Regions from separate parts of the Sus scrofa genome. Here all the other regions are linked to region 3. A link is a contact called in public HiChIP or PLAC-seq data. All regions are on one chromosome and are shown on one strand. Each heading gives the region's core, a stretch centred on a gene start, on an enhancer-like site or on the middle of the called end of the contact. The rest is flanking DNA. Distances are from core to core; before and after follow the strand shown. Region 1 has its middle 110 kb from the start of RPLP1. Region 2 has its middle 5.3 kb from the start of RPLP1. Region 3 overlaps LOC100626276 (a long non-coding RNA gene).

What was found. HiChIP or PLAC-seq counts read pairs in DNA pulled down with a chosen protein or histone mark.
Region 1: a contact with region 3 is called in an H3K27ac HiChIP or PLAC-seq map of alveolar macrophages. The contact joins two enhancer-like sites. A contact is called at or near these places in 2 of 2 datasets of contacts at active chromatin or transcription factors (alveolar macrophages and skeletal muscle).
Region 2: an H3K27ac HiChIP or PLAC-seq map of alveolar macrophages shows a contact between it and region 3. The contact joins two enhancer-like sites. A contact is called at or near these places in 1 of 5 promoter capture datasets (fetal skeletal muscle), 1 of 47 Hi-C or Micro-C datasets (fetal skeletal muscle) and 2 of 2 datasets of contacts at active chromatin or transcription factors (alveolar macrophages and skeletal muscle).

What each region holds. Positions count from the first base shown.
Region 1 is chr1:167,404,558-167,408,191 of Sscrofa11.1, reverse strand. No RefSeq gene overlaps it. Among named protein-coding and RNA genes, the nearest start is that of RPLP1, 110 kb to the right of the region's middle. Within about 2 kb of position 1,596, at least 9 of the 83 cell types and tissues checked have an H3K27ac peak or open chromatin away from gene starts, as enhancers often do. A contact at or near this core is called in alveolar macrophages, where this site is marked.
Region 2 is chr1:167,299,785-167,303,062 of Sscrofa11.1, reverse strand. No RefSeq gene overlaps it. Among named protein-coding and RNA genes, the nearest start is that of RPLP1, 5.3 kb to the right of the region's middle. Within about 2 kb of position 1,667, at least 21 of the 83 cell types and tissues checked have an H3K27ac peak or open chromatin away from gene starts, as enhancers often do. A contact at or near this core is called in alveolar macrophages, where this site is marked.
Region 3 is chr1:167,537,288-167,540,740 of Sscrofa11.1, reverse strand. LOC100626276 (a long non-coding RNA gene) reads right to left here. Exons shown (of 3, transcript XR_131319.4): 3 at 1-3,453. Among named protein-coding and RNA genes, the nearest start is that of RPLP1, 240 kb to the right of the region's middle. Within about 2 kb of position 1,865, at least 22 of the 83 cell types and tissues checked have an H3K27ac peak or open chromatin away from gene starts, as enhancers often do. A contact at or near this core is called in alveolar macrophages, where this site is marked.

The DNA of each region.
Region 1 (3,634 bases), core at 347-2,846, 130 kb after region 3:
TGGATGAAGGTGACACTGCTGCTCCAGGGGAACCCCATCCAGAAGGCGCCAATGCCATGCGCCAGGGCTCTTGCTGGCAAAAGCTTGGTGCCTTCTTCATTACCAGGGAGCCTGCCTGGCAGGTGAGGGTGGGGAAAGGGGCAACGAAGGCATTCATAGCAGAAGACATTGGAGTTCCTGTCGTGGTGCAGTGGTTAACGAATCTGACTAGGAATCGTGAGGTTGTGGGTCCAATCCCTGGCCTCATTCAGTGGGTTAAGGATCTGGCATTGCCATGAGATATGGTGTAGGTCACAGATGCAGCTCGGATCCCAAGCTGCTGTGGCTCAGGCATAGGCCAGTGGCTACAGCTCCAATTTGACCCCTAGCCTGGGAACCTCCATGTGTCGCAGGAGCAGCCCTAGAAAAGGCAAAAAGACCAAAAAAAAAAAAAAAAAAAGAAAGAAAGAAAAAGAAGACGGACAGTCCCCACCACACCCCAGGCCTGAAGGGTCCATCTGCTTGGCCTTTTGGAAGACAGGCCCGACTAGGGCTCCAGAGACCAGACCAGACCCCTGCCCAAGTAGGAGGGAAGGAGCGCCAAGAGACTCAGGAGGCTGGGACCAGCGCCCAAGGGTGGCAGGTGGGGAGGGCGGGGGACTCAGGTGCAACTCCTTCTGTTTGACTTTGGGCCAGCCAAGTTTAGGTGCAGTGATTGCCCTGACCTCAGCCTTTATAGATCTGGATCAGTGTAAATACTGAAACGCACGCCAACACCAAAGAAAAGCACATGGACACAGGCAATCCAGACACTCCTGTCATATGTCACATCCAGCTAGTGACTCCCAGTGGCCCAAGTTCTCCCTAGCCTGTACCCTTTCCCCTCCTGGTAGCCCCTCCCTCCCCTCCCTGCCACCCCCTCCCTGGGGCTGGGCTACCTCCTCACTCCTGAAGAGCAAAACTTGCTTGCAGAGGCATAGCTTCCTGGCCCCAGGCCCCTTTTTATAGCCAAGGAAACTGAGGCCCAGGCAGGGGAAGGGACATAGAGGTGTCACATGGCTGCCCACCCCCCAGGGACAAAGCTCTTTGTGCTGATCAAGCGCCTAGAACCTCCTGCACACCATGCTGTCAGTCTAGCCCTGCACCCCCCCAAACTCTACTGCACCCTCCTGCCAAAAAGAGAAACAGGCTGCACTTGAACACAATGAAAGTTGTGTTGTGTGCTAGAGGGACAAAAGTCTAATGGGGAGACTTGAGGCATTGAGAGCAGAAGCCTCGGGGAAGGCTGGCTATGTGTAAGCAGTGCCCCATGCTCCATCCTGGCTCCCAGCTGCCACTTCCAGCCTCACTCCAGGTCTGACATCTGACAAGAAAAGCAGAGTCAGGCCAAGAGAGGAAGAGCGAGGGGAAGGCCTGCTCTTTAGAAGCCACAGTGGGGCCCCTCGCCTCCCAGACACCCGGTGTTCTCTGAAACCCGAGGGGTGAGGCTGCATCACGCAAATTCCTGCCCACAACTAGTGACATTAAAGAGAGGTAGGACCTGCAATCACTCCCTGTCTAAGGCCTGAGTGCCACCCTCCTCTAGAGGCAGCACCATGATGGCACCACGATGGGGAGAGCAGACACAGGCCTCTGGCGCCCTCTGCTGTTCAGCACTCCTGTCCCACAGCCTGAGGGATGGCACTGAGGCTGGCAGGGGATGCTCACGGAATGTCACCAGTCCCTAGGGTTGCCCTAGCTCTTTGCAGCCCCCCTATCTACTTTCCGAAAAGAGCCAAGAAAACCCTGTGCTCAAGGCTTAAGAAGGGTAGTGTATCAGTCAGAACACACCAGGGTGTGTCGTGGTAACAAACAACCCCCAAGTGAAAGTTTGTAACAATTTCTATTCCTGGGACCTGGATTATCTGGGGGCGGTACTCCCTGTTTCCTCTCTCTGGGATCTGGATGGAGGGCACAACCACCATCTTGGAAGTTGCTGGCTACATAGAAAGAAGGGCTTCCTTAGACCTTTGAAATGTCTACTCACAACTCAGATTAGGTTTCATGGCCCCATCCCACACCAGGGCCCTGGAGGTGCCATCCTACCAGGTGCCTGGAAGCCCAGGGGCTGGAAGTATTCAGATGCGTGATGACTAGTGGTTAGTTTGCTCATCAAACATTTTCAGCTCATTCTCCCTCCTACAAGCAAAATACACTCACCCCTCCCCAAGGAACACAGCCACAAAGTACCCCCACCCAGCATGGTATCAGCAAAGGTGCAGGACCTCAGGGTGAGGTGTTGAGGTCCCCAATAAGATGCAGTAATCCCTTTCTCACAGAGAGGGATCCTCTTAATCCAGAGACCAATGGCCTCAAATGAATAAACCCACCTCCACCCAACTCAGTATTCAGCAATAGACTAAGTGTAAGATCATGTCAATATACACCCAGTTAGAAAGAGGATAAATGGGCCACATGTCTCAGCAGAGGCTGCTCTACAGTTATCCTGACACCCCAGAGGCAGACATTTTACAGGTCCCTGCCCCAGAAGTGGGGCGTCTTCCCTGCTCAGACAGACTGGGACTGTCCCTTGAGTATCACTCCCCATGGTTCTTTGTGCCTCTGCTCCTTTCTTTCCTGTCTGGCTGGCTCCCCGGGTTACTTCTCACTCAGAATGTTGAGGGGTCTGCAGCCCTGGAATGGGTACCCCACTCTTGAGTCCAATGGACTTCTGAGCTCCAGCATGATACCAGTTGCAATGTCCCTCAGGTCTCAGTTCAAATTCCAGAGAAAAAGATAGAGAGAGAGAAGACCTGACTGACAGTCCTATTGTTTAGGGCCAGGGACACGAGTCATAGTTACCCTCCAGCTTATGAATGGACCCACTTGAGAAGGGGCCACATGCTGCCTGCACACCGTAGGTTTCCCTGGAAGTAAGAAGGGAGAAGACAGTGGATGCTTGTTTTCTCTGAAACAAGTCGCTTGGAGTTGCCTTTGAATGATTCTGAAGAAGACACACAATTTGGGGTGAGGAAGTGAGGTTTGGCCTTCTACTCCCTCAGACTACTAATTGTTTGCTTTATTTATTTCTCTAAGTATCAGTTTCCTCATCTGTAAAATGGGCCAACAATCTCTGTCCCCATCCTCCTTTTCTACTTACCCCTTTTGTCCCCTCAGGCACCCAGGGGAAACAATCACAGGTCCCCATTGCCTGAGCTGGATCACAGCCCAGACTTACATGTAGTCTCTCTTGGGAAATTTTGTAATGGAGAACTCTTGGGGCCTGAACCACCAAAGGAATAAATCTCCAACAGTGAAAGGTAAGGCAGTAAGACAAAAGGAGGAAATATTTTTGGTAGAAGGGAAGGAGGAGAGACAGCACTCAAGAGCATCTAGATATGGAATCTGCTCTCTATGGCTGATTTTCCATTTCCTTCTTTGTGAGAGAAATGAGTCAAAGCCTATCTTGAATGACAACTCTTGTTACCAGAATCCTCCGGTCATTTTCAGCAGTAAACTTGCGTTTGAGCCGGGTGTGGGCGAGGTGCCCCCTTAGGTACACGTTCTCTACTTCCCTGTCCCCTGTCTTCTAAATTCTACCCAAAAGTGATTCAGGCATACTTTTTATGATGGGAAAATGATTACAGCCCACAGTTCTTAGCCTCAGGGAATGAGA
Region 2 (3,278 bases), core at 418-2,917, 240 kb after region 3:
TGCCTTAATCCACTAACCAGTGCCCAAGACCACAATATCATTACTAAACCAGACTTAAGAGCTATTAAAAGTAATGCATGGTTGTGGTTTTTTAAAATGTAAACAATATGGAAAAGGATAAAATGAAATGGAAAAAATCTCTCTCCCACCCTGTCCAGTCTCTCCTCTCAGAAGTAATTACTGCGTTGCTTTTGAATCTTTCCAGAAGTTTTCTTTACACGTATAAACAGAGGCATGTGAATCTTCTAGGGTCATATTATGCATACTGGCCTCAACTTGCCTTTTCCACTTAACAAAAATCCTAAATATCTTTCAATGGCAGTCCTGTTAAGGGCTACATGAAAGCCTCTTCTCAAGCACTTTTTTCTCCTGCTTATAAATAATACCTCAGTAAAATTGTATATATGTTTTTGAATGGATTCTTAATAAATGAAATTTCTGGGTAGAAGGTAAGGACACTTTTAATTCTGAGAGACAAAACCCAATTACACTCCTTAAGAAGTTGTAGTAATTGTCACTCAGAGCAATGGTCCATTTTCCAAGTGTTGGCAACATGGTTGTAATTCAATTGTTAAATCTTCCTTCAATATCTAAATTATTGATTACGGAGTTATTCGGTCATTCTTTCAAACAATGCTTATTAGGCACCTTCTAAATGTCAGGCACTGTGTGAGCAGCTGGGTTTGCTCTCATGCAGGAGTTCCCACCCCTAATCATCAGACTCCTCAGGAGAACTGGGGAAACTGTTTAGTTGTTTGTTTCATTCAGTTTTTGTGTTTTGTTTAACTGCTTCCCAGGTAACGCAGCTAATGACCAGTCAAAAGTAGAGCAGGAGTTCCCCTTGTGGCACAGCGGTAACCATGAGTATCCATGAGGATGTGGGTTCGATCCCTGGCCCCGCTCAGCGGATTAAGATTGTGTTTTGCCATGAGCTGTGGTGTAGGTGGTAGACTCGGCTGGGATCTGGCATTGATGTGCCTGTGGCCTAAGCTGGTGGCTGCAGCTCTGATTTGGCCGCTAGCCTGGGAACTTCCATATGCCCTGGAAAAAAAAAAAAAAGAGAGAGAGAGAGCAAATCTTCTCGCTTCTTTCACTGTGTTTAACGTTTTGTGGAAACCAGGGTCCTGGAAACAGGATCTGTTTACCTAGAGTAAAAGAACAGGGAACTAACTCTCCTGATCTTAAGGAGTAATGCCCAAATGCCAAAATCTATTGTTGCGCTGCGGGTTAAGGAGCCTAGACCCACAGTTGAGTTCAAATTAGATCCCTGGCCCCGAAAATTTCTGTATGCCCCCAGTGTGGGCCAAAAAAAAAAAAAACCCAAAACAAAACTCCTTGTGGCAGGAATGGGCTTATTAGTCCCAATTTACAAATATGCTCCATCCCATTTCTGTTGGGTAGTGAATGTGCAGGAATCTCCTGATCTAGAGGTTTCACAACAGATTAACTCCCTTGATCCACTAACCAGGGCAGGCCACCTCGAAACCGCCACCAAACCTGATTTTAAAACTTTTTACTAGAGGGACCGGTGATAATGGGCATGCGCAACAGCCGCTAAGCAGGCTCTTGCGCCCCTAGCGATCAATAGGCCTCAGTGCAATTGAGAAGTTCGGCTTCATTCGGCCACACTCGGCTTCTAGCCCCGCCTCCAGGTTCCGCCCCTTCCTCCCAGCCCTGGACGTTGATTGGCGAGACGTGGACTATAAGTACTTGAGCGCGGGCGTCTGAAGTATAGGCGTCAGTGCCAGGTGGAGAGCGGTGTTTTCTCGGTGTGTAAGGTTCAAGCGAACTGAGACCACTTCCACCCGGACGCCTGGACTCAGTTGCGAGCTTTCCTGCATAGCCTTCCTCATCGTAGGGAATATGGACGAGACAGGTCACCGTGCCCAGGAAGAGGGGCGGGTCAGGGGGCGCCATGCATTGCTTCGGCTACTCCATCTGCTAAGAATTCAGTGTTCATCAATAAGGCCTGGCTCGGGCATCCACCTGGGGTCCGACCCTAGCCTTGGGTCCCCAAAGCTGAGCCTTGCGGGTTTAGGATTACATAATGTGTAAACCTCAGAACTGCGTCTGCACTTCTGTTCTGTCCGTGGGTTCCCAACTCAAGGCCCGAACACCTACACCAGCACCTGGCCACCGGGAAGGTGCATACCAAGTGTGAATTGATTAAAAGGGGCTGGCAGTGGGGGCAGGCCTGCTGCAGTAGATAGTTGCTGGTCCAGACCTGGGTTCCAGTTGTGGTCCTGCCAGTCACTGCTGCTGAACAAGGTCCTTCTCCCGTTCCTCCTGTGTAAAAGACGGTTGGGCTCTGACAAATAGTAAATGCCAACAAGAGCCAAGTGTTGCCTTAAGTACTGGAGATGCAGATGAGCAACACAGACAGCCCGATCCCCCAACTCACTGTGTGGAGGGAGGAAGACAGTTGAACAAACTACCAGAAATTCACAATTACACGTTTACTTTGCAGTGGTATTCAGAGAACTTGGGCAGAGATTTAATATGTATAGCCTGGGGTGGGCTTCCTGTGGTGTAATAAGTAGAATTAACTGGGTTAAGTAGTCAATGGCCCAGGGATAGGTGGGGATAGTGAGTGCAAAGATCTGGAAGGTGAAAGACACACTTCTTACTTTAATTGGACATCAAAATAACTCTCAAAGTATACAAATAAGAGGACTGGAAGTGTCAGTAAGTTAAATTGAGTAGAACTTGGAGGATTCTTGGGAAGACCGTAACTATTTGAGCAATCCTGTGAAAATATGTGTGATGGTCCCTGACCCTGTGTCCTGACTTTAGGGTTCCAGATTGTTGAATTTGATGTCAACAGTCCAGTTACCATGATGTATGCTGTGTAGCGTTTGTTCTGACTTGAACGGGCATCTCCTGGCTGTTCCAGAACTAAAAACATCAATCTTCTCTTAAAGGCAGCCCTTGTCTATCTCTAGCTAGTGCCCAGGCTTGATTGCAAAGAAAAGGAACTGAGAAATGGCTTGCAAAGTGACAGAGAAGAAAAATAAAAGCATGTGTGTGGAAGAGATACCAGGTTTGGTAAAAGAAATGCTGGACTGAGACAGCTGAGGTGGCAGGCCCTGCCCTAGCTGTGTGAACTTGACAAGGCACCCAAACTCTACCAGGAACTGGGTCTTGATATAGAACAGGGCTACTTAAGTTCTCCTGACGTGTCAAGTTCAGAATGGAAGAATCTGTGAATGTTATTTTTAAACTATAAAGTGCCATCCAATCAAACCAATAGTTACCTAGCTCACACTGTTCCCTCAGAA
Region 3 (3,453 bases), core at 616-3,115:
TGGTTCATAAAGTCATATTACAGTTTCTACGTAATTTGAGACTAATGCACTAAAAAACAACAATTACTTTGGTTTTAGATGCATAGTGTAAAAACGTAATTTTTGATATCAATAACTGATAAGTAATAGGTATAGCATATATATAAAAGGAAATGAGAAGGGAATTAAAACATTTCACTACAGAAAATCCCCAACTAAACAGAAAAGACAGTAATGTAGGAAATGAGGGACACAAAACCTGTAAAGCATGTAGAAAACAAAAGCAAAATGATAGGAGTAAGCCTTATTATTAGTGATATCATTAAATGTAAGCAAATTAAACTCAACAATGAAAACGGAGAGATTGGCAGAATGGATTAAAAACCATGACCCAACATATACTAGTTACAAAAGACTCGCTTTATATTCAGACACAGATAGTTTGAAAGTGAAAGGATAGAAAAAATAGATCATGCAACTAGAAACCAGAAGAGAGTGGGAGTGCCTCTATTAATAAAAGATTGAATACAGCATGAAGCTATGACAATTACAAACATTTACGCACCTAATAACAGGCCATCAAAATACATGAGGCAAACATGGACAGAACTGAAGGGAGAAATGGACAGGTCTATAATCATGACAGGAGCTATGAATTCTTCATCTTCTGTAATGGGTAAAATTGTCAGAAGGAGGTGAGGAAACAGAGGACTCGAACAACACATGAAACCAGCTGGATCTAACAATGTACACAGAATGCTTTACATCTGACATAACAACAGAATATGTGTTCTTAAGTGCACATGAGACATCTTCCAGGATAAGACCATGTGTTAGGCCACAAATTAAGTCTCCACAGATTTATAAAAATATTATACAAAGTATCTTCACAACAAGATTTTGTTAAAAATTAACAACAGGAGGAAAACTGGAAAATTCGCAAACTTGTGGGAATCAAACAAACACACTCCAAACAACCAATGGATCAAAGAAGACGTCACCAGGGAAATTAGAAAATGTTTAGAGACAAATGAGACAAGAACACAATATGCCAAAACTTAGGGGACACAGCAAAAACAGATCCCGTTTGGTTTATTCAAAGCCACAGAGATAGTACATTGAGAATGTGGGATTTAAACCCAAGTCTGTGAGAACCAAAAGCACATGATTTTTCCATTAACTCATCATAGGCTGTGTGTGTGTGTAGAAAAAAAGGGGGAGGGGAGGGGTGAAGGAGTTTGAAAGAACAAGGGTGAGTTCTATGCTCTTACTGTCCCTGATGATGGGGGAGATGGTGCTAAGACACCGATTGCACAGTTACTCGTCTGTCTCATCCATTTTTAGCATCTGCCCCTGCTCATCAGCCGGTTTCCCAGACCAGGTCAGCTCTCCTATTACACATCCACCCTCAGAGTCCCTGTATTTCCCTTCCTAGCTCGTATTGCAGCAGTGACTCAGTTACCCATGTCATCATTTCTTCAACCCTTCTCTCCCTCACTAGACTGCCCCATGAGGCCAGGGCCTGTGTCTTTTGGTCACCACGACATCATTTTGCACTTCGCAGAGGGGCTGCAGAAAGTGGGTGCTTGGAATAATTTGTTAAATAGACAGATGGTTGGATGGATGGACACACGGATGGATGCTTGGTTGGACCGGTGAATCTCACCTCACTGGAGACCTGACATGTGCAGTGAGCCAGGGCCCCAGGCCTGGGCTCTGGGTCGAGCATCCCAGCAGACCACGACTACCTCTCTGTCCCCAAACCCTGCCCATGTGGTGAGTCATCCAGATTCTGAAAACCGCATGCTGCTTTCCACAATGAGGCTGCCCAGAAGGGCCCTTCCAGGCCTCAAGGGGTGTCAGGAAAACTTTGCTCACACGCACCATTACAGCCAGCCCCTTATCACTGCTATTTCTTTGATGTGCTCCTGGTGAGTCAGGGCTGCTCTCGCTGCCTCAGTGCTGTTCCTGTTTCAGCAGCTCTCTGACACTTTTAAACGAAAGTCGGAAGTGGCAGGCTGCGTCTTTCGGCTAAGACTGCAAACAGTCCTTTGCTTTGATTACTCTTTGATTTGATTATAAACGGACTTGGGGTTGAAAGGGACAATGATGTCAAAGGGAAGATGGTGGGACCCTCCCACCTATGGCAAAAGAAGGGAAACCATCCCCAATGCCTCCTTTTCTCGAGCAGGTCTAATGTATGCACCCCCATTCTGGTCAAATGAGGGTCTGGTGTTTCCTGACACACCTTGCACTCGCTTCCTTTCATACCTACATGTTTCCTCCTGCCCAGAGTGCCACTCAGACTCCCATCTCCACCGCTTGTGGCGATCCCATCTCCAGATCCCATCCAAATACCACACAGCCTCCTGGGCTCCACTCAGTTGCTCCTTTCTCCTCGGAGCCTCTTCTGATCACTGCGCCCCCCCCCCCCCCATCTCCTGACCTGCCTTTTCACATTCACTTCCCATATGGCGATGACTCATGTAACTCTCTAATGACGGTATGCATTTTGCAATGCTTTGTTGCAATTTCAAGGAAGAAAGCTGGGGTGTCTTGGGACAATGGCACTGGTGAATCCACCTCAGCTCTGTTCTTATCTGATCTCAGAGAAGTCATGACTCTCCATTTGTTCATCCTTGAAATTGGGGGCTTTTGGGGGATAGTTTTGAATATGAAGTAAGAGGATGGTCATAAGGCTGCTTATATAACTGTACGATGGTTTGTGTGTGTGAGGCGTGATCAGTACCCAGCATTTCCAGCATCATCACCACCACTGGCATCGTTACATTGCTGTTTCACATGTGTTACCTTCCAAACTAGGTGTGAGCTTCTCATGGTTAGGGACCCCCCTTCCCACACCTGGCACCAGGCTACACACACTGTTGATATCCAGTGGCCATTTCTTAATCAGCTGCTAAACTCCAAGGAAAACAAATCTAAGGGAGAAGAAGGTATTTGACAAAGTCTTTCAGGGTGTATCCTTTTTTACTTCCTTTGTCTAAAAAAGGACAAATGGAAAACAAGGACATTATGAAAGTCAGACACTTCCCTGCCTAACAAAGATGGTATGGGACATGTTTGCCATAGTCCCTGACCACACAAGGGCACTTCCAAATTCAGAGTCTCATCCAGCCTTTAAGAATCCTGAGAGGGCCAGGGGAAGCAACCCATTAAACAGTCAAGCAAAGCGAAGCCAGTAAAGCCAAGGGTCTCACTCACTCCACGGCAAAGCAGTGAGTCATCAATAAAATGCACCCTGTGAAGCAGGTTCCTGGCCTTGGCCTTGGCCCTTTTCACGGGGATGCTCATCCCAAGGAAAGAGAATTTCCCTGGCATTAATTGAGAGAGAAATTTTGTCATCGTCACCATTCCTTATGGTGTCCTCGCAATGACCCATCAGCATCCCCACTCTACACATGAGGAGACTGAGGCTCTGGGAGGTGCGAGATGACCTGCCAAGGTCAGAGCGAG